7 separate regions of the Mus musculus genome follow, and all the other regions are linked to region 5. The links are chromatin contacts, called in public Hi-C and HiChIP or PLAC-seq maps. All regions are on one chromosome and are shown on one strand. The core of a region is the stretch at or near the end of the contact, and the rest is flanking DNA. Distances in the headings are between cores, read along the strand shown. Region 1 overlaps Cmtm8 (CKLF-like MARVEL transmembrane domain containing 8). Region 2 has its middle 58 kb from the start of D330037F02Rik. Region 3 holds the start of Cmtm8 (CKLF-like MARVEL transmembrane domain containing 8). Region 4 overlaps Gm39448 (a long non-coding RNA gene). Region 5 holds the start of Stt3b (STT3, subunit of the oligosaccharyltransferase complex, homolog B (S. cerevisiae)). Region 6 holds the start of D330037F02Rik (RIKEN cDNA D330037F02 gene). Region 7 has its middle 110 kb from the start of Gadl1.

Region 1 (2,700 bases), core at 28-2,527, 500 kb after region 5:
CCACAGTGAGGCCCAGATCGCCCTTCACACTTTTCTTCTCAGCCTTTTGTCTGAGGCTGAATCAACTCCAGTGTCCTGTGTCTTGAATATCTGGATCACTTCAGGCAAAAGACTTTACCTGATAGAGAAATAAGTCAAGATGTTTTTAGAGAGGCTGTGTTGAGGCTTCTGTTATTCGGCTTAGCAAAACTATAGCATGTGCTACACTGTGTGTCTGGTGGGATTCACATTACATGGCATATGATAATAGATTATCCCAAATTAGTATTGCAAACTCGGTCACATAGGGTCTTATGACAAGGACTTAATAAAGTCCATGGGGTTCTACATGATCCTATGAATGACGTGCGTGCATGCGTCCGTCCGTGCATGCATGCATGCGTGTGTGTGCGTGCGTGAATGCGTGTGCATGCATATGAGTGCATGTGGAGACTGGAGGACAACTTCATCAAGTGTTGTTCCCCTGGAGCCATACACCTCGCCTTTTCAATCGAACCTCACCACATCCGAATGCTTACGTAGGTGCCGAGGATCAAAGTCGGGCCTTTTGAGAGGCAACCGCTCCTCTTACTAAGATATTTCCACCGCTCCCATGAGTGACTTTTCTTTACAGCTTCCCCCCACCCCCCCAAGGACCCATCATCCCCTGATGATCTACTAGGCTTCCTGTTGCTCTCTCGGTGGAGGAGGGCTGGGGAAAGAAGAAGCATAAAGGAAACAATGTGTCAGGTCAGATCTCTGTAGACCCTCACTGCCGCTTCTTTCCTCGTTTGCAAGGAACGGGTGAGGAGTACTCGTGGTTGCTAGATGATTCGACTCGCTATAGGACCAAAGGAAGCCGTGCCTCTCTCTTTCTATACAAATCCTCCAAGGCAAATATTTGTCTGGAGTCAGTAGCCAGAAACAATTGCTGAAGGGCTGCGGGGGTTATTACGGCGCTTGGTGTTTGCCCAGAGGCACACATGGGATGAGGAGGAAGGATTCCTCTGACTTAGTTACATGTTAGCTTTCCTGCTGCCGATAACAGTGCAGACCAGGGGACTCTGCTACAGCGGCACGCTAGATAAAGTCTCTACACAGCAGAGAAAAGTTAGCAGCTCATACCATTGACTCAGGGAGACACATTGAAACTTGGTAAATAACAAGCTTCCAGGAAGCTTATGAGGAAAAGAAAATCGTTGTGCTCACACATGAAAACTGAAGTGACTCACGTGTTTAATCTTCCCCACAAAGCAAAGAATCAATACGTTGGTTTTGGGCTAGTGGATAAAAACTACCATCCCCAGGAGGATAAATGTTGACCATCTAAGTCCCCTGTGACTGCTGGAGGAAGAGGAGGAGGGGGAGATCCCTTAACGGCAAATATGTTTATTTCAAGTATATTAAATATTTCCTTCAAAGCTGTCTTTGAAGGGTAGCTTTGTGTAGCACAGGTTTTTATTTTGGCTCTCTATATCTGTGTGTGTGTGTGTGTGTGTGTGTGTGTTTGTGTATCATCTATATCTATATCTATCTTTCTGAAACAGTGTTTCACTATGTAGCTTTGGCCGGCCTGAAACACATACAGATCTGACTGCTAAAGGTGTGCACCTCAATATTTTGTTTTGTTTTAAAGATTTTTATTGTATATGTATGTGTGAGTGGCTGCATGCATGCTGTGTGCCATGTGGATGTGGTACCCAGGGGAGAGAGATGTTGGATCTCAGCCGGGTGTGCTGGTGCATACCTGGTCTACAGAGTGAGTTCCAGGACAGCCAGGGCTATACAGAGAAACCCTGTCTCGAAAAACAAAAAACAAACAAACAAAAGAAAATGTTGGCTCTCTTGAAACTGATGTTAGAGACATTGTAAACAGTCCAAAGTAGGTGCTGGGAACCAAACTCAGATCCTCTACTTAAGCAACACCCACTTTTAACTACTGAACCATTCTTTCAAATAAAGAATTTGGAGGGGTTGGAGAGATGGCTCAGAGGTTAAGCGTGCCAGCTGTTCTTCCAGAGGTCCTGAGTTCAATTCCCAGCAACCACATGGTGGTTCATAACCATCTATAGTGAGATTTGGTGCCCTCTTCTGGCCTGCAGGTACACATGCAGGCAAAACACTATATAATTAATTAATTAATTAATTACGTCTTAAAAAGTTATTTTGGGGACTGGGTTATAGCTCATTTGGTAGAGTGATTGTGTAGTATACACAAAGCTGTGGGTTAGATCCCCAGCAGGGCAGAGGTGTGTGTGTAGGGGGTGTCCCTGTAATTCAATCCCAGCACCTTGGAAGTGGAGGCAGGAGGATCTAAATTTAAAGATCATCTTTGGCTACACATTGAGATTCAGACCAGCTAGAGATACATGAGACTCAGAAAAGAAAATGTTGGTCCTCTTTCTGACCCCCAAAAGAAGTCAGACCTGGTAGACATTGCGGGACTGAGGCAAAGTGATCAGCTGGGTCCTGTGGCTTTGCCCCATGAAACATCTGGCTATGATAAAATATCCTGACAGAAAGTGAATCCTGAAGGAAGGGTCTTTGGGCTTCCGTTTTGGGTTACGTCTCATTGTGGATGTGCTGGGGAATTGAGCCAGGGCTCCATGCATGCTAGGCAAGCGTCCTACCAACTGTTTTCCTGTTTACCCCCTTTTTAAAAATCTGTACGTTTTGCTTGTGTACGTGTCTGTATGTGCACCACATGCATGCCTGATGCTC
Region 2 (2,700 bases), core at 117-2,616, 410 kb before region 5:
CTTGCCTGAAGTGAGCATGACTGGGGATAATGTTATAGGGAGCACACCAGAGATGACCACTCTGACACTGCTTATAACCAATTGAAAGTCTTTATTCCAGCCATCTGGGACTACACTCGGGTATTCAGGTCCTAAGTATAGCACTGAGTGTTCACAGCACAGGGTTTTTTTTAAGGCAAACAGAAACCACCATTTCCTACCATCTTGCTCAGCAGCAGCAGGGGGAGTCTGTGTGTGTGTGGTGGGGGTGTGCTTCACACAAGCAAGCAAGTTGACAGAAGCTAAAATAAGCAGTTAGCTGCAGGCGGGGGTTCTTCTGAACAAGCAGGCAGTTTGGTGGAAGCTAAGATAAGTTAGCAGGGGCATCTTAACCTTGGGTTCTTGGAACAGAGTTTGACAATTTTCCATGGGATTCTCCATCAAGGATCTCAAACTCTAGTTAAACCTGAGACGGCCTCAGCAAGAATACAAAACAGAGGAAGCTCTGAACCATCTTTCCCTGTCACAGTATAAGGGCACGGGACAATCAACAGCCACCAGAACTACCCCAAGCCAGGAATTTCTGGATTCTTTGTCTTATAGACTCAAAAAGTGAATTTCAGAAACAGTAGGATTGTGAACTTGAAAGGAGCTTTTAAATTATTTATTTTATTTTTAATCACATGTGTATGTGTGGGTGTGGACACATATGTGCAGGTGCCCTTGGAAACCAGAAGTGTCAGATTCCGTGGAGCTGGGTTTGCAGACAAGCATAAGAATCCTGGTACAGGTGCTGGGAAGCAAACTCAGGTTCTCTGCAAGAACAGTATGAACTCTTAGCCACTGAGCTTTCTCTCCAATGACTACAGAGATTACTATATGAGCATAAGCGAACAAAAGCAAGGCAGAAGCAGAAACCCAAAACTGGGGTGATGTGGAGCTGTGAATCCAGTACATTTTCGTATGGCTCAAGAAGAAATTTGCATGGGGCCTGAAGAGGAAAGCAGCTTGTCCCATTAGCCAGCCCACGAGGTATCTAGGTGCCTCTCCATATCGGTCACAGCGTCACTTGTAACTTCTAGGCAGGGAGGATACTTAATTTGGATAAAAACAAGAAAGATATTAAGGATAGGAACCAGGGTAGGAACCAGACTGCCTTTCTGATTTCTGCCCAGAACTGAAACAATGATGTTCCCAACTCTCCTGAACTGCCAGGCCAGCTTCTAGCTCCTGTCCTCTTCACCTTCATGAAGCCTGACATAGCTTTTCTGGAGGATAAACGCCTCTAAGAGGGAATTTGGAGACAGGATGCTAGCCATACCCATTTATAGTCCCATCAGTCAAACCCAGGGGCTGTCTATGCCTCCACCCCCTGCAGCTTCTTCCCTTTCTTTCGTGTTTGTGTTCTATCTCATTATAATTAACATAGGGCAGAATAACAATAGGCTCTTTTCTCTCCTTTACAGATGGATTGAAAAGGAAATTCCCTAAGTGGTAAATAGGAGATTAACTTTGCCCAGGGGTAATTAGCATTTATATAGCTCTCCTTCTCAGAGGTAATACAGCCTTAACTAACTCACATTTGTTCACAAACAAAAATTTGACACCAAGAGAATTGTGCAGGCCCTTCCTGGGAGCTATGAACAGAAGTGATCTGAGAAAGTCCTGTGTGAATTATAGATTCTGTGGACTGACAGACTGGCCAGAACTCTGAGACTGCGAAGGTTGCCTTTATGGCCAACCTGCACTGGCCTGGCATCTTTGTGCTTATCAGGTAAAGTTACCTGGGATTTGAGATTTCCTGGTATGGGTTGTCTTATTACTGAGAGAATTTAAAAACAAAATCAGAAGGAAGTTCAAGGAGCATTTCATTAGACCTTGAGAGAAAACAACTGGAAAAGCAAGGCGAAAAATCCCAGCAGGCATTGGAAGGAGGGATCCGAGAGAGCTATCTATCTGTACCTTTGGAATCCAAGAGAGTAAGCAGGCTCAGCAATGAAGGGCAGAAAGGAGCTGCCTGGGACTTAAAGATTCAGAAGAGTAAGAAAGCATGCTTATGTTTGTAGCTGGTGCTGTGTTTGTATAAAGAGATAAAGAGCCGGGCAGTGGTGTCACGCACGCCTTTAATCCTAGCACTTGGGAGGCAGAGGCAGGTGGATCTCTGAGTTCAAGGCCAGCCTGGTTTTAAGGGGGTGCCTAAGTGGTCCCATGGCAAGGCATCCCTTCCCCCTGAGGGACCAGCCACATGACAGTATAGTATAGAGTTGATTCAGGGCATGAGGAGGGGAGTTAAGAGGGTAGTAGAAGCAGAGAGAGGAAGTAGATAAGTAGAAGAGTAGAGGAGTAGAGGCCGGCCATGGGCACATGGAGAGAGAGGGGAAAAGGAAAGCAGGGAAAGAGCAAGACAGTAGCAAGAGAGCAAGACAGGGCAAGCAGCCCCTTTTATAGTAAGTCAGGCCTACCTGGCTGTTGCCAGGTAACTGTGGGGCAGAGCTTAGACAGAATGCTAACAGCTGGCATCTGGAAAAGAGATGGAAAGAAAGCAAGCAGCTACAATGTTCTGACTTAGAGTTTAGAAAAGCAGAGAAGGTTTGACAGTGAGGATCTATAAGCAGAGAAGGGAGGAGCCATCAATACAATATCTCATTAAGGGGCTGGTCTTTCCTCCCATGTTCTCAGCACATCCTCCGGAGAATCAAGGGGTAGTCTCCTCGACAGGCC
Region 3 (2,700 bases), core at 50-2,549, 470 kb after region 5:
GATTAAAGGCTTGCAACACCACCACCCAGGTTAAAAAGATGTTTTTGTTTGTTTGTTTGTTTGTTTGTTTTTTCAAATCAGGGTTTCTCTGTGTATCTCTGGCTGTCTTCGAACTCACTCTGTAGACCAGGCTGGTCTGGAACTCAGAGATCTGCCTGCCTCTGCCTCCTGAGTGCTAGGATTAAATGTGTGAGCCACCATCTCCCATAAACTAACTCCTTCTATTAGCTTGTTCTTTGTGCTTTCTTTTCGGATCCACCAATAGGATACACTTTCTGACAACTTTTAAAATCTGATATGCCTTCACTTCGAATCAAAGCCCACTTGGTGGGTTCAGATGAATTGTCTCTTGTCACTCTTCACAAAACAAGAGGAGGACAGGCACATGGAAGCAGATCATTTTAGCCAAATGTCCATCGTCCATCAAAGTCCGTCTTGAAACACGGGTGGTAGCACTGAGGTCCAGTAAAGCAGAACCAATAACTTCATGCTAATTACACAAGTACCCAGGGTTCTGCGCAGCACTCACCTGACTGGCACACAGCTGCCCACGCAAGGAGATGTCCACCCCTCCTCCCTGACCCCGGGAAGCACAACTAGCTTGTCATAAACATCACTTTGCACAGACGGTTCCATTCAAGTTTGAAACAAGCCCCCCCCCCCCCAAAGCTAATGAGATCTGTCATATTGATACATCTTGACCAGGAATCCCGAACATCTCCCCCACTTTCCATCTTCCTCTCCACAATCCAGCTAGTCTCCGCCAAAGTTGTGGAGAGCGCCTAGAAGCCTCTCGCTCTCACTCCCCGGCGATTAAGTTGGTTCCTCAAATTGTTCCGGACAGGAGGGGCAGGAAACAGCGCCGGCTTTGGTGACGGCTGCAGCGGAGTGGGTGAGGGCTGTCCAAGCGGCCTCACATCGATCCCTGGTTTAAGGTCTGGTTAGGTCACAATTCTAGCCTCCCTCCCCCAACCGCCTGTAGTCCTGGAGCGGCCACGTCCCTAGAGGCCTGAGTTTCCTTAAGAGGCCCTGCTGCTAGTCCAGCCAGGTGGGAGGAAGCTGGTCCAAGTCTGGTGGCCCTAGGTGGGCGGAGCCTAATTGTGGCTCGAGCTAGAAGGAGTGTGACCAGGAGGTGCCGCTCACCCTTAGCGATCCGGTACGCGTCCCTGCACCCCCGAGAGCTCTCAGTCCCTGGGAGACAGGTGCTGTGGCCGCGCGGCGGCGCCCCCGAGGGGAGGTCCTGGAGTGCCCGCCCTCACCCGCCCAGTCTACGCCCCTCCTCTTCTCTCCCCTCCCCCGCAGTCCACTGCCACCGGTCGCCAGCGATCCCGTTCCCGGGTCTCCGAGCAGACCCAGAGTGCGCTCGCCGAGGTGTTGGGACACTTGCGGACCTGACCCTGGAGATCACCCGGGTTTGCCCGCCTCCCATCATCCGCGATTCCCTGGCCCGCGATCCTGAGCCCAGGGAACTCATTGGGTGGGGGTAGGGTCCTCGGGGACCCGGGCCAGCTCCCGGGGCGACGATGGAAGAGCAGCAGCGCGCGCGCTCGCACACGGTCACCACCACTACCAGCTCCTTTGCGGAGAACTTCTCCACCACCAGCAGCAGCTTCGCTTACGACCGAGAGTTCCTCCGTACCCCGCCGGGGCTCCTGATCGTAGCCGAGATCGTAAGTGTCGGGCCGGGCCGGGCTGGGCCGGGCGGAGGGAGGCAGGTGGACTCGGCTAGCTCGCGCGCCTCCAGCTCCGCCCACCGAGCTGGCTCCGGTCTTCCCGCGGGCTCCGGGAACACTCTTGAGCTTCGACTTCTTTGTAAAGTGCAAAACTCACATTCAGGTTCTTTCACCTGAGGCTCCCTTGGGAACCAGGGTTGTGACCCTCAGGATGTCTGCTGTGGGAGGTAACTCACAGCTTGCTGTTTTCATTCGAAGGATGGTGGTCTTTCCCGGGAGCCGGATACTTTGGTGGGCGTTTATAGATAATGGGTGTCTGGAATACTTAGGGCCTACCTCACCTGATCTCCACGTGCAGGGGTCCCTAAAAAACAACGTTTTTGTTTGTTTGTTTGTTTGTTTGTTATCAAACTGACCCTTCCAAAGTGCTGGTCTGGAACTCAGAGCTTCACGTGCCAGTCGGATGCTCTATCGCTGAGCCGCACCCCCAGTTTTAAAAGTTTTCCTATTAAAAGTTATAAAGGAGAGAACTTCTGAGTAATTAACTTCCTGTGGTCAAATACAGATGAATCAAGAACATTTCCCTGAATAAATCTGAGAATCTCAACCTCTTTAAGCCCTTGAGGGCCGCTGTACGGACTGAGCACATCCTGGTGGGGGCTGGGCAAGTGCCCGGGAGGGAGGCAGGACTTGTACGTGCTGTTCCTGGGAAGCCAGGCCTTCCGCCTGGAGTTCTGTTGACTACTGGTGGAGGCCACTATCTATTGTCCTCGCCCTCTACCAGGGTGTCAGTCCTGGAGGAGCTTCTAAGTTTGTGTAGGCCCTGATGCGCTCTCCCTTGAAGGTGGTTGCAAGTAAGCTTATTTTACACGCGAGGAAACTGAGTCAGAGACTGGACGGAAGTTTACACTTGTTGGCAGAGCTGAGATTCAAACCTATGTCTGCCCTTTTCTTGCTCCCTGCTCCTACCTGCTAAGGAGCGTCGACTCCCACAGTCTAAATAGGAGTCCCCCTTCTGTTGCATCTC
Region 4 (2,700 bases), core at 156-2,655, 330 kb before region 5:
GAGACGAACAGGCATGAGGAAATATCCTGACAAGAGTGAAATACTGACCTGAGGACCAGAAAATCAGAGCCCAGGGAGACAGCATCGTGTGTGAACTGCACCATTTTCTGGGTGTGCCCTGATGGATGCTTTCCCAGAACACAGTAACAATGCAATAGCTTTCTTTGTTCAGGCGACCAGCAAGGAATTTGTAAACAGAGACCATCTTGGTGAGACTGAAATTCCACATCTTCCTTTTACTGTGTAGAGATAATAAAACTTTCTTCTGTCTTTGTGTCAAGGAGCTAATTATTCCCTCATATCTAGATTTTAAGGCAAATCTTATCCCTCTGGCTTACTTCACTCCAAATTCCTTCTTTTCCCAAAGTGACTTCTTCCAGGAATTAAAATAAATCCCAGCCACTTACTTGTGATGAGCTCTGCTTAGGACTGTGAGCAGAGGCCCCTGCCCCAATACATACACACAGGCAAACCCAGGACACGCATCTGCCATCCTGTAACCAAATAGTCCTCCTGGCAGCAATGCAGACACTTCAAAGAGACCCCATGCCTTCCCCTCTGACGATCAGGTTGTTGAAACAACGGACACTAAGAAATTGCAATTTCTCAGGAATGCCATGTTGGGAGGAAGAAAAGACTGAAGCCCAGGACCAGCCCGAGGGGAACTTATCTCCAAGAAAAAGAACTAATAGGGTTCTTGCCTTATAGGACAAGACAGAAGCCCAGACAATGATGGCCAGTGGTGGGTGGAGCCACACCTTGATCTGGACTGCTTATTTGTACATAAAATCCTCGGCCTCCAATTTAAATGTCAGTCCCAATTCAGGACCCTGAAGATTCATTTGAGGACTCACTAGATCTCTCTGTCTGGCTTGCCAATGTGGTCACAATGAATAAATCCCCCTTTCCTGCCTTCCATTAGTAATTGTGTATCACTTAATTGGTTTATTGGAGAAAAACGGCCCATGGAGCCCCAAGTCTCAAAACCTTAGGGAAGTCCCTCTTAGGAACCAACTGTTATGAGGCAGGGCTAGGAACACGATAACTCTGACCCGCCCCACCCCTCCCCCTCACAGAGACCCTGCCAGCTTTTAGCTACCCAGCTTCCCATTTATTGTCTGGAATCATGGGTGATGTCATTAAGACCTAGAGGCTGATCACCTCTGGGCTACAATATCCTCAGGTGACACTGGACTCCAAGTCCTGACACTGTGAGAGGACAAAGGTTCCTCCATCTTGTCTTAGCCAGAGCTATCTTTAGTCTAACCCAACACTGTTCTACAAACTCAGCATGGAAATGCCCCAGCTAACTGCTTGCTTTGGCTTCTGTTAAACTACTTGCTGCTTTACTCCCCCCTGCAGCTGCCACCCAGGATGTGGGGATGTGGGTTTTCTATGTCCTTTGAATTAAGAGCTTCCTGTAAAGTGCACCTGAGGCTGCTCTGTGAGAAGTATTTCGCTCCAGGCAGCTTAGCACAGATCGTTTGGGCCTTTGGGTCTCTATCCAGCAACAACACCAACTCCCAAGTCCTCTCCTTCATCTTAAGACATCATCTCCTGCCTCTTCCACATTTTGCTTGTGTTGATCTTGGTTTCTGCTACTTTGACCCTAGTTTGGACCCTGCACCTGCCTCTCTCAGGTTAGTGTATACAAAGACCCTTAGCACTGGGTTTCTGTGCCTGATTCTGATGGTCTTGTCCATCTTCCAGCAAAGCACTCCAGCTCCATGGTATCCAGAAAATCAATGGGAGAGCATAGGGGTGGGGATGGGGGGGGGGCTAGAGTCAATTAACCCCTAGCATTTCCAAGTGGGCAACACACACTGCTCTGTGCAGAGACAATTTCCCAGGGACTTATGCAGATGGAGACTGTAGGCTTAGTAATGGAGGGCAGCTACCGTAATTAACGGGATGAATTGGGTGACGTTTTGAAGAGCACTGTCTCCACTAATTACACCACCTCCAGATACCCTACTGTCCTTTGAGGCTTTCTCTTTTAATCAGAAAAGGGAGAAAAAAATTAAAACATACAGGTGGAACTGGAAAATACCACATTAGACATCACAGAAGTGCAAGGCAGCCTTTAAGGAGCTAGTGAGAATCTTGATCCCAGAAGCTATTAAAAGCCATCCTTTTTCTGGTCCTTTCACCGGCCCACCTGATTGCTTTTAGATGAAGATGTAAGTTCTCAAGGGGAAAAGGGCACAAAAATAGAATGCAGTTTCCCCTCCTCCATGGTGTCACAGATGAGGGTGTTGGCACCTACGGCAGGATAGACAACCAGTACAAATGAATGACTTAACTGCATGACTCTGAAAAGGCCTTCTCCTCTCCTCCTTCCTCTGGCCCCCTCCCATTCACATAATGTACCACAGGACTTAGGAACTGGGAGGAAAAAAAAATCCTTCTATCAAACTCAATTTCTGCAGCCAATTATTCGATGAAGCATCCTTTGTTAGGTCCCAAACCTTTGATTAGCAAGTTTAATTTAAAGCAACCACCACCACCACTCAGAGGTGAACCTCCTCAAATGCTGCCTTTGTTTATCATGGGAATATGGAGCACGGAGCCTGAATCAGACCAAAAGCATCTTGAATGTCCAAGACAGAGGCAGCCACTTGTAAAAGATCTAAGGGACACATATCCACCCCACCATGGTCTTAGACTTGAAATTTAAGCTACAAAACCCATAAGACAAGA
Region 5 (2,700 bases), core at 25-2,524:
AATGGTGGTGAGGAGGTCTATTTATGGAAGCTGTTCATTTTCCCTGATGAGAGTCTATTTATTTTTATAAGGAAACCGGCAAAGTTAATCACCAGGTTGGGAGTGGCTGAGCCTATTAGTTAGGTACATTTGTTCATTTACCTAACCTTTGACAATGAGCAACGGAACATAATTTTATTTTGCAAATTTACAGGACTTAATCTTTACACACATTTTAAAGATTCTGGTGTTCCCTAACAAGATGGACAGTTGTGAATGTACACGAGAAACCAGTGAAATATTAGCCGGCCCTTGTTTCTACATTAACCTCTGTACCTGCCAAGAGGGCTTCTAACACTGCAATGACCCTCCGGATCTTTAGTTCTGACTTTTGTCCTTTTGGGGATGGGCGGAGCTAGTTGTGGAGGAAGGAGAAGGTACAAGCAAACTGCCCCAGACAAGGAAAAGTTCCTACGTTTCAGTTGGCTAGAGTGAAAATTGGGCAATAGCTAATACAGTCCAGGAAAAGTTAATTTGGTGACGGAACGTAGGCAGGTGTAAATAATGAATTCTTGCAGTCAAAAGATTGAGCTGCAAAAAAAAAAAAAAAAAAAAAAAGTCCTGGAGAACACAGCAAAAAGAATGTGACATTTATGTGTGTGTCCGCCTGGCTACATCTTACTGCAGCTCGGACGACATCTGCCCACTCCAAGTTTTCAGAGCAGCAGGGCGGGGACAGAGAATGTAGCGACCCAGCCACTCACTCTGGCACGTTCAGCACAGCGGCTGGACCCACGCGCCTAGGGCCCCGCACCGCGCCTGCGCGCCCCGTCACGTGGCGGGCGCCCCGCGCTGAGCGGGTTAAAAGTCACGGCCGCCGAGCACCCGGCCAAGCCGTGCTCTCTGTTCCTTCGGTCGACTGGGACGTGGGACCTTCTGCTGCTCGAGTCGGAATCCGCGCGGGGAAGCGAGCCGAACCTCCTGGTGCCCTTCCCCAGGGCCCCGAACGGGCTCGCGCGCGAAACCGCGTCTTTCAACTGACAATGAAATCGTAGCCACGGCCGGCGGCGAATAGGCGGGAGGCCGCGAGGCGGAGGGGGTGGAGGGCCATTCAGCCGAAGCCCCGCCCAAGGCCCCGCTCGCGCTCCTATTGGCGCACGCCGCCATTCCGGCCCCGCCCCTTAACGGACCTGTCGCTCTGTGACAGGCGGAGGGGCCAGTTCCTGTTGGGCGAGGGGGCGGAGTCAAAGGTTGCCTGAGCTCCGCCCGGACTCCAGGGGGCTCCTCCCCTTTTGTGCTCCTCGCGGCTGGGCGGGCGGGGGAATGTCATTGCCGCTCCGAGCCGCCGCTCCTCTGGCGCCCTCGTCCCGTCGGCTCTCGCCGCCACCGCCGCCTCCTCAGCCGCACGGGGGACACGGATGGCTAGTGGGGCGCAGGGGCCTTTTGGGTTGAGACCGCGACGGTCGCGGCCACTGTTGAGGCGGAGACTTCGGATCGCTGCCGCCTCCACCACCCCCAGTGTCCCGGCCTCGCGGTGCTGAGGGCGGGAGCGCGCCCAGCTCTTCCTCCGCCTCCGCCTCCTCCTCCTCCTCGTTGTCGTCGCCGTCGCCCTCCTCCTCCTCCTCTGGGTCTCCGCCCAGCACCCCTCGCTCCAGGCGGCGGCGGTGGCCGCGGAGGACGAGCGAGACCCGCCGCCGGGGCACAACATGGCGGAGCCCTCGGCCCCGGAGAGCAAGCACAAGTCGTCCCTCAACTCGTCCCCGTGGAGCGGCCTCATGGCTCTGGGGAACAGCCGCCACGGGCACCATGGGCCCGGAACCCAGAGCGCGTCCAGGGCGGCGGCGCCGAAGCCGGGGCCCCCCGCGGGGCTGTCCGGGGGCTTGTCGCAGCCGGCCGGGTGGCAGTCGTTGCTCTCCTTCACCATCCTCTTCCTGGCCTGGCTGGCCGGCTTCAGCTCGCGCCTCTTCGCCGTCATCCGCTTCGAGAGCATCATCCACGAGTTCGACCCGTGGTGAGTGTGCCCGCCCTTCCCCCGCAGGCAGCCCGCGGTCCCCGTTTGTCTGGAGCCCCTCGGATCCCACCCGGTCTCCCGCGGGCCGGGCCGGGCGCGCCCCCTGCCCGCTTGGCGAAGTTTGCCTGGGAGCGGAGCCTGGGTCCTCGGCCGCCGGGGTGGGCCGGCTCCGCGCGGCGCCTCTTCGCCGCCGCGCCCCGGCTTGCTCCGGGGGCCCCCTTCCCCACGCCCTCTCCGCCGCAGCTTTGCGCCTTGTTGCATTTTATTTCATTTCTCTCCTTCCTGCCATCGGAGCAGCCCCGGGATTGCCTTCTGGCTGCTGGTGGTGACTGGAACCCCTTGTCCGCTCAGCCTCGCAGTTTCATGCTTTCTTTCCGGGAGAGTGGAGTGTTAGAATGTAGGGGGGGAAAATATTATCCCGAAAGCGAGCGCAGTGGTAGCGCCTCGTGTTTTTCCAGCACCAGGTATTTTCCGGAGTGTCTCTTTCCCCCCTAAGGCCCTTAAGTGCTCTCAGCTCGCCACACTATTTGCACAGTTGTATTGCGTTGCTTTTTAGAGCGAGATCGTTTTTCTGTTAGCTGAACTCTCACCCTCGTTGTTGCTACAATATCCGACTGGGTTGCATGAGTTCTTTTATTGGTGTCTGCTGGAAGGTCTGTGGAGAAGAGAGCAAGCCGTACCACAGTGCTGAGAGTCTAGATTGTGGTGCC
Region 6 (2,700 bases), core at 22-2,521, 360 kb before region 5:
TCAACTTTGGTATACAATGTTCTCATTTATTTGCAAGTTTTCTTATATAAAGTTTACAAACTGTTAAACTATAAACTGAAATAGAAAGGAAATAGTAACAGCTTTAGGGTAGTGGTCAAACAAGACTAGGTACTCTCATCTACTCTTCTGCATGTGTTGTAATGGGGTCCACAGTATATTTCTACAGATGCCAGGAAAGGAACCCATGCTTGCTGGTACCTAAGTTCATGCACATGCATGGTGCCTTCCTCTTGAGGAAGAATAGAAAGACAGGAATTTAGGGGTGTGGGGGTAGGGAAAGAAAGCCTCACTCCAGAGTCTCCTGAAGTCTCTAGAGTGTTGAGGATTCGCGAACAATTACCATTTGCAAAGCCTTTCTCTGCAGTCAAGCTCTTGACCTACAGTTTCCTAGGACTCTCACGGGAACCCCATTCACAGTAAGAGGACATTTCCTAATCCCTTTTGTAATGGCTCCTGGTTTTACAGTACCAGATTAAAAATCCCATTCTATGTCACCTTGTCAGGCATCCTCTAAGTACATTTGTTTAAAAGGAGGTAAGAAAAGGTTTCTTAGCATTCCTGTGAGATGTAACTTGAGTGCCCACCAAAATGGGCAACATGGCGTCCTAAGACACTTAACTCCAGCTCTCTCCTAAGAACCCCATGTCCACACTTGGGTCTGTCTTAGTCTTCCTCTGAGTTCTCTCACTGTCTTAACTCCCATGGTAAAACAAAACAAAACAAAACAAAACAAAACAAAACAAAACAAAACAAAACAAAATCTCTGCTTCGGACCAGCTTGTCCTGAAATTCTTTCCCATATGGCAGCAAAGGACCTACCTTTTTCCTGAGTCCAGTTCTTAAAAGATTATAAGGTGCCAGGTGGTGGTGGTGCAGCACCTTTAATCCCAGAACTCCGGAGGCTGAGGCAGACCCGAGAATCTCTTGAGTTTAAGGTCACGCTGGTTTGCAGAGCAAGTTCCAAGACAGCCAGGGCCACACAGAGAAACCCTGTCTTGAAAAACAAACAAACAAACAAACAAACAACACCAAAAAAGATTAAGAGAATGTGCCTGTGATGGTGTGGAGGGTGACTTCCTGGAGGGCGACAGCATGGAGGGTGACAATATAGAGGGTGACAGTGTGGAGGGTGACTTTGTCTTATCACTACTCACACTACAGTCCCTGGGCCTCCCTCAAATCTGCTCATCAGTGGGCAGTGGGAGGAAGCTTGGCCCTGTGCAGTCTATGCTTTCTCTTGACTCCAAAACAGATCTCACTTTGGAGGATGTGCGAGGCATGGGAAACAGGAAGCTGGAGAGAGGAGCCAATTCCCTTGTCTGCCTTTCATTTCCTTCAAAGTGGAAATCTGCAAGCTCCTGTTGCTCTGACACAGACCAGGATGTGCACTGAAGTGATCGTCTGTGGGAGGCTCCCAAAGGAGGGTTCCTTTGGTGTGGAGGCACCCAGCTCAGAGTTAGCCATTGCTCACTGTCAGGAGGCAAGGGGGACATCCTGGAAACAGACTTTGATCTATTTGTTTGCAGCGGCCCTCCTTCATCCTATTGACTTGTTACCGGAATCTGCAGAACATTTTGTGAAAATCTGTTTGAATAGGAGGTTTTGACTCAAAAGGCTGTTTTTTTTTTTAAGTTCTATATTTTCCTTTTCAAAGGAAATCCATTCATCTGGTTAACAAAACTAATGAGTCATGCGATGTACAGGCACTTTGTCAGCTACCTTATTCTCCATGATATCCCAGACTAATTGAGTGAGACAGATTTGTTTAAGAATAGCAAAAAGGAGCTGAAGAGATGACTCCATGGGCAAAGCACTTGCTGCACAGCCTGACTCCTGTCTTCAGATACCCAGAACCCATACACAGAGCCAAACAAAGGGGCTTACCAGCCTCCAACTCCAGGGCACCCCATGAGAAAAGCCAGAAGCGGAAACATGAGAATTGCCAAAAGTATACGGACCAGTTCGGCTGGAGTCAGCTGTGGTGACAGGAAAGACCCCACTGTAAACAAGGTAGAAGGTGAAGACTTGATCCCGTGCTGTCTTTTGAGCACCATAGCAGTACAGTGGTACACACTGTCTTACACACACACAGCACACACATACATAGCAGAGGATACCATATCACACACACACACAGGTGAAAAAAGATTTAATTATGCCATGACTCAAATCCACGTGGACTACAAAGGAGCATAAAATAGGAATCAACTTTCCCTTGTGAGATCAGGTAAGTTCCCTGGGGTTCCCCACCAACCCTATTTCTGCTCTGGGTCTGAGCCCCAAATCCACACACCTCCAGACGTCTCTGCCTGGGTGACACTTGAGATGTCACGTGTAGAAAGCATGGCTGACATTGTTTCAAACAAAAATACCACTCTTCCCCTGCAGTAAGTACCCTAAGCACGGCATCTCAGTCAATGCAGCAGCGCCCACTCAGGTCCCAAGCAGAGGCTGAGAACCAGCCGTCATTCCCACCTTTCCTCTGCCTCAGTCCTGCCAATGCTGTGCCACCAAGAACCCACCAGGAGCTGCCTGAGTTCTGCTCCTACACCTGTCCCCTAAGTTCCCTTCTCCCTCACTCTGGTCCATCCAGATTTCCGTCTGGATGCACACCTGGACATTTGCAAACATAAATTGGATTGTGTCACTTCCTTGTGTGTACCCTCCCAACAGGTCTTC
Region 7 (2,700 bases), core at 10-2,509, 490 kb before region 5:
AAGAAAACTAACTAATACCTATGGACAGGGGATTGCCTCAAACCAACACAAGCCACCAGGTCTTACAACAGCACACAATGAACATCTGTGCATCACTTGCCAAATGGGATATGTTGTCTTGTTTGTAGCACTATCCAGATGGGAAATTGGAGTCTAGGGAAGAGAAGTGCTTTGTATAAGGTCAAGAGGCAGAGAACAAGCCAGCTGTCAGTCAGTGAAAGCATCCTGCATCCTGAGTCCTCCTTTCGGGCCTCTCCACACAGCACACAGCGGTAAGAAACAAAAATGCAGAGGAATTCTGAAGTCAGAAAACAAACACATGATTTATCTTCATTTTCTGAATAGTTATCTAAATACAAAGTAGCTAAATAAAGAGCTAAATTACTCCATATAGAAAAGTGTCTAAGTACTTTCTTCCAGTAGTATGGCTGCAATGCACACAGTAGGCATTTTAAAACAATTCACTGAAGGTATAAATGAATGTGCATTCTGTGCTTCCATACTCGCTCAAGTCCTGACCACGTTTCTCTTTGCTGGTCCAATCCAACATACAATTAAGAATTGGATTCCATAGTGTTTGCCCCTCCTCTTTGGCTTACCATTCTGTTCCCGCCCCCTCTCCCATGCCCCAGTAACAGAACACTAATCTTTGCAGAAGTTGTGATCTTTAGGGATCACTTTCTCCTGTTCTGGCATGTTATTCCTTCCATGGCAGTCTCTCCCCACTTGATCAACCCTGATTAAAAAAAAATAATAATAACCAATGTTGTGTAAAACTTTATAATTATGAAGTAGTTCCCCCACGGCTGAGTCACCCAGTTATCACAATACCCTAGAAGGGAGAGCGAGATGGGTATTACTAACTCCTGTTTCCTATACGGAGGACACCAAGTCTCAGAGAGCAGAGCGATGTGCTCAAGATAACACACACAGCAGATGAACGAAGATTAAAGCCTGCCTCTGTCTCTTAAACACCAGGTGCTGCATGCTGCCTCCTGTTGTTTCTGAGACATCTGGGGACCCTCAGCCCACTACCTCCAGCCACTAGCTCTGTCGTCCTTGGCTACCAACAGTCACACACTGAAAAACAATCAGGTTCATGGTGGGGAGCCTCCTTGACCTCACTCTCCTAGGCAACCAGACTGTGCGAGGGATAAGTGAAGGCTGATGATGGCTGCAGAAGGGCCAGTGTGCACAGAGCTCTGAGAAAGGCTCTGGGCTTAAGCATCGCAGTTATCCAAGTGTTTGCACCCAGCTCTGCAGCGCCTAAGAAAAGGGGTTTCATATGAGTTTAGCATAAATCTCCCCGAACCTCCAAGCAGCAAAAACTATATTAGCATCATAGAGTATTTTTAAATATCAGCTGACATGGGAAATAAAAGTGCTAAGCACAAGAATTCAATAATAGAAGCTATCCTCAATATTTATAATTTATGTAACAGCATGTGACCATACTATTAGTACATATATTACATAATAACAAATATAAGGAGATAAAATACTAAAAAAATAATAATATGAACAGAACAAGGAAGCCCAAAACTTATATAAAGAAGAATTGCAGGTGGTTGTCTCTCTCATATATGTGTATATGTTTATGTATGTGTGGTGTATATGTGTACATGTATGTATGCAGGCATGTGAGTAAGTATGCAAATGTGTACACATATATGTTGAGATTAGAGGTTGATATCAGGTCTCTTCCTTAATTGCTCTCTACTTTGATGTGTGTGTGTGTGTGTGTGTGTGTGTGTGTGTGTGTGTGTGTATAAGATAGAGGTTTACACTGGACATCTTCTCAATCCCTCTCCACTCTATATGTCAAGGCAAGGTCTTTCATTTGAATCCAGAGCTGACTGATTCAGGCAGCCTCTTGCCCTAGGCTTCATCTCCAGCCTTCATCTCTCACACTTACTTACAGATAGCTCACCACACCTATCTAGGGATTTTGTGAGTACTGGGAACTCAAACTCTGGTCCTATTGCTTATGGAACAAGTGCATTTTTCTGCTGAGCCATCTCCCTTCCAGTTGGTTTTTAGAAATAAGGTTCTCACTGAGCCCGAATTTCACCTATTTGCCTATAGTGTGTGGTGGACAGGAAGCGTCAGGGACCCCACTGTCTCTGCTCCCCCAGCTCTGGAATTATAGGCACATGCCACCATGTGCAGCTTTACCCTGCAGGTCTTGGGGATCAAACTTGGGTCTTCGTGCTTGTACAGCAAGCACTTTGCTCATAAATCTATCTCCCCCCACCCCCTGATTCTTTTTCCTTCACCACTCAGTTTTACTGTGTCAGTGCTGTTTTATCCTACCTGAAGATTTTCTGTTTAATGAAGGAGGACCTTCACCTGGCATCATGGTTGCCAAGCAGCAGGCGCTGAGTGACTTGCACAGGTGCCACGCAGCACTGCCTGACTCCCCCAGGCTCACTGTGGTGGCTAAGCTGTGTCTAGGGAAATCTTGGATTTGTTCTCCCATGGAGCAGCTTTAGGAAATCCTCAGCATATGACAGAGGCTAAAGTATTATTCAGAGAGAATAGGAGGCTTCCTGGTGTGGCTTTCTTTCTGGAAGGTAAAGAGTCACTGTAGTCCTGGAGAAAGACACCAGGCCGTAAACCAACAGAGTATCCAGACATACATACATGGCTCTGGGGAGCAAGCTCATACCGAGTCCCAGCTTTCTGAAGAGCCCTGACAGC

What was found. A called contact is a pair of places that touch in the nucleus more often than the background predicts. HiChIP or PLAC-seq counts read pairs in DNA pulled down with a chosen protein or histone mark.
Region 1: a contact with region 5 is called in a FOXA1 HiChIP or PLAC-seq map of pancreatic cancer cells. The contact joins the enhancer-like site here to the promoter of Stt3b in region 5. A contact is called at or near these places in 3 of 39 promoter capture datasets (the 3T3-L1 cell line, hippocampal neurons and pre-B cells), 5 of 484 Hi-C or Micro-C datasets (the G1E-ER4 cell line, the N1E-115 cell line, adipose-derived mesenchymal stem cells and 1 more) and 13 of 115 datasets of contacts at active chromatin or transcription factors (the 230-238 cell line, the SCID.adh cell line, embryonic basal ganglia and 10 more).
Region 2: an H3K4me3 HiChIP or PLAC-seq map of embryonic stem cells shows a contact between it and region 5, with 10 read pairs. The contact joins the enhancer-like site here to the promoter of Stt3b in region 5. A contact is called at or near these places in 3 of 39 promoter capture datasets (HPC-7-derived erythroid cells, hippocampal neurons and liver), 3 of 484 Hi-C or Micro-C datasets (cortical neurons, embryonic limb bud and embryonic stem cells), 14 of 115 datasets of contacts at active chromatin or transcription factors (bone marrow-derived macrophages, craniofacial prominence, embryonic forebrain and 9 more) and 2 of 9 other capture datasets (embryonic stem cells and macrophages).
Region 3: a FOXA1 HiChIP or PLAC-seq map of pancreatic cancer cells shows a contact between it and region 5. The contact joins the promoter of Cmtm8 here to the promoter of Stt3b in region 5. A contact is called at or near these places in 2 of 39 promoter capture datasets (the 3T3-L1 cell line and hippocampal neurons), 1 of 484 Hi-C or Micro-C datasets (embryonic stem cells) and 2 of 115 datasets of contacts at active chromatin or transcription factors (extraembryonic endoderm stem cells and pancreatic cancer cells).
Region 4: a Hi-C map of double positive thymocytes shows a contact between it and region 5, with 2.5 times the contacts expected there. The contact joins the enhancer-like site here to the promoter of Stt3b in region 5. A contact is called at or near these places in 4 of 39 promoter capture datasets (embryonic stem cells, hippocampal neurons, liver and 1 more), 5 of 484 Hi-C or Micro-C datasets (B cells, Th17 cells, cortical neurons and 1 more), 16 of 115 datasets of contacts at active chromatin or transcription factors (T-cell acute lymphoblastic leukemia, acute myeloid leukemia, bone marrow-derived macrophages and 11 more) and 2 of 9 other capture datasets (embryonic stem cells and liver).
Region 6: a contact with region 5 is called in an H3K4me3 HiChIP or PLAC-seq map of neural tube, with 5 times the contacts expected there. The contact joins the promoter of D330037F02Rik here to the promoter of Stt3b in region 5. A contact is called at or near these places in 5 of 39 promoter capture datasets (the C10 cell line, frontonasal cranial neural crest, hippocampal neurons and 2 more), 5 of 484 Hi-C or Micro-C datasets (B cells, bone marrow-derived macrophages, cortical neurons and 1 more), 15 of 115 datasets of contacts at active chromatin or transcription factors (acute myeloid leukemia, bone marrow-derived macrophages, craniofacial prominence and 11 more) and 2 of 9 other capture datasets (embryonic stem cells and pancreatic islet).
Region 7: an H3K4me3 HiChIP or PLAC-seq map of neural tube shows a contact between it and region 5, with 4 times the contacts expected there. The contact joins the enhancer-like site here to the promoter of Stt3b in region 5. A contact is called at or near these places in 2 of 39 promoter capture datasets (hippocampal neurons and second pharyngeal arch cranial neural crest), 1 of 484 Hi-C or Micro-C datasets (nephron progenitors), 5 of 115 datasets of contacts at active chromatin or transcription factors (bone marrow-derived macrophages, embryonic basal ganglia, embryonic forebrain and 2 more) and 1 of 9 other capture datasets (pancreatic islet).

The regions. Positions count from the first base shown.
Region 1 is chr9:114,809,313-114,812,012 of GRCm38.p6, reverse strand. All of the region lies in intron 1 of Cmtm8 (CKLF-like MARVEL transmembrane domain containing 8), which reads left to right. Among named protein-coding and RNA genes, the nearest start is that of Gm23889, 28 kb to the left of the region's middle. Within about 2 kb of position 1,277, at least 21 of the 459 cell types and tissues checked have an H3K27ac peak or open chromatin away from gene starts, as enhancers often do. A contact at or near this core is called in pancreatic cancer cells and pre-B cells, where this site is marked.
Region 2 is chr9:115,722,962-115,725,661 of GRCm38.p6, reverse strand. No RefSeq gene overlaps it. Among named protein-coding and RNA genes, the nearest start is that of D330037F02Rik, 58 kb to the right of the region's middle. Within about 2 kb of position 1,366, at least 12 of the 459 cell types and tissues checked have an H3K27ac peak or open chromatin away from gene starts, as enhancers often do. A contact at or near this core is called in embryonic stem cells and epiblast stem cells, where this site is marked.
Region 3 is chr9:114,842,751-114,845,450 of GRCm38.p6, reverse strand. It overlaps Cmtm8 (CKLF-like MARVEL transmembrane domain containing 8), which reads left to right and starts at 1,299. Exons shown (of 4, transcript NM_027294.2): 1 at 1,299-1,670. The coding sequence starts at 1,524.
Region 4 is chr9:115,639,661-115,642,360 of GRCm38.p6, reverse strand. The region is part of intron 2 of Gm39448 (a long non-coding RNA gene); the gene reads left to right. Among named protein-coding and RNA genes, the nearest start is that of Gm39448, 18 kb to the left of the region's middle. Within about 2 kb of position 1,405, at least 8 of the 459 cell types and tissues checked have an H3K27ac peak or open chromatin away from gene starts, as enhancers often do. A contact at or near this core is called in T-cell acute lymphoblastic leukemia and double positive thymocytes, where this site is marked.
Region 5 is chr9:115,309,042-115,311,741 of GRCm38.p6, reverse strand. It overlaps Stt3b (STT3, subunit of the oligosaccharyltransferase complex, homolog B (S. cerevisiae)), which reads left to right and starts at 1,274. Exons shown (of 16, transcript NM_024222.3): 1 at 1,274-1,990. The coding sequence starts at 1,686.
Region 6 is chr9:115,664,439-115,667,138 of GRCm38.p6, reverse strand. It overlaps D330037F02Rik (RIKEN cDNA D330037F02 gene), which reads right to left and starts at 1,271. Exons shown (of 7, transcript NR_166686.1): 1 at 841-1,271.
Region 7 is chr9:115,799,235-115,801,934 of GRCm38.p6, reverse strand. No RefSeq gene overlaps it. Among named protein-coding and RNA genes, the nearest start is that of Gadl1, 110 kb to the left of the region's middle. Within about 2 kb of position 1,259, at least 13 of the 459 cell types and tissues checked have an H3K27ac peak or open chromatin away from gene starts, as enhancers often do. A contact at or near this core is called in neural tube, where this site is marked.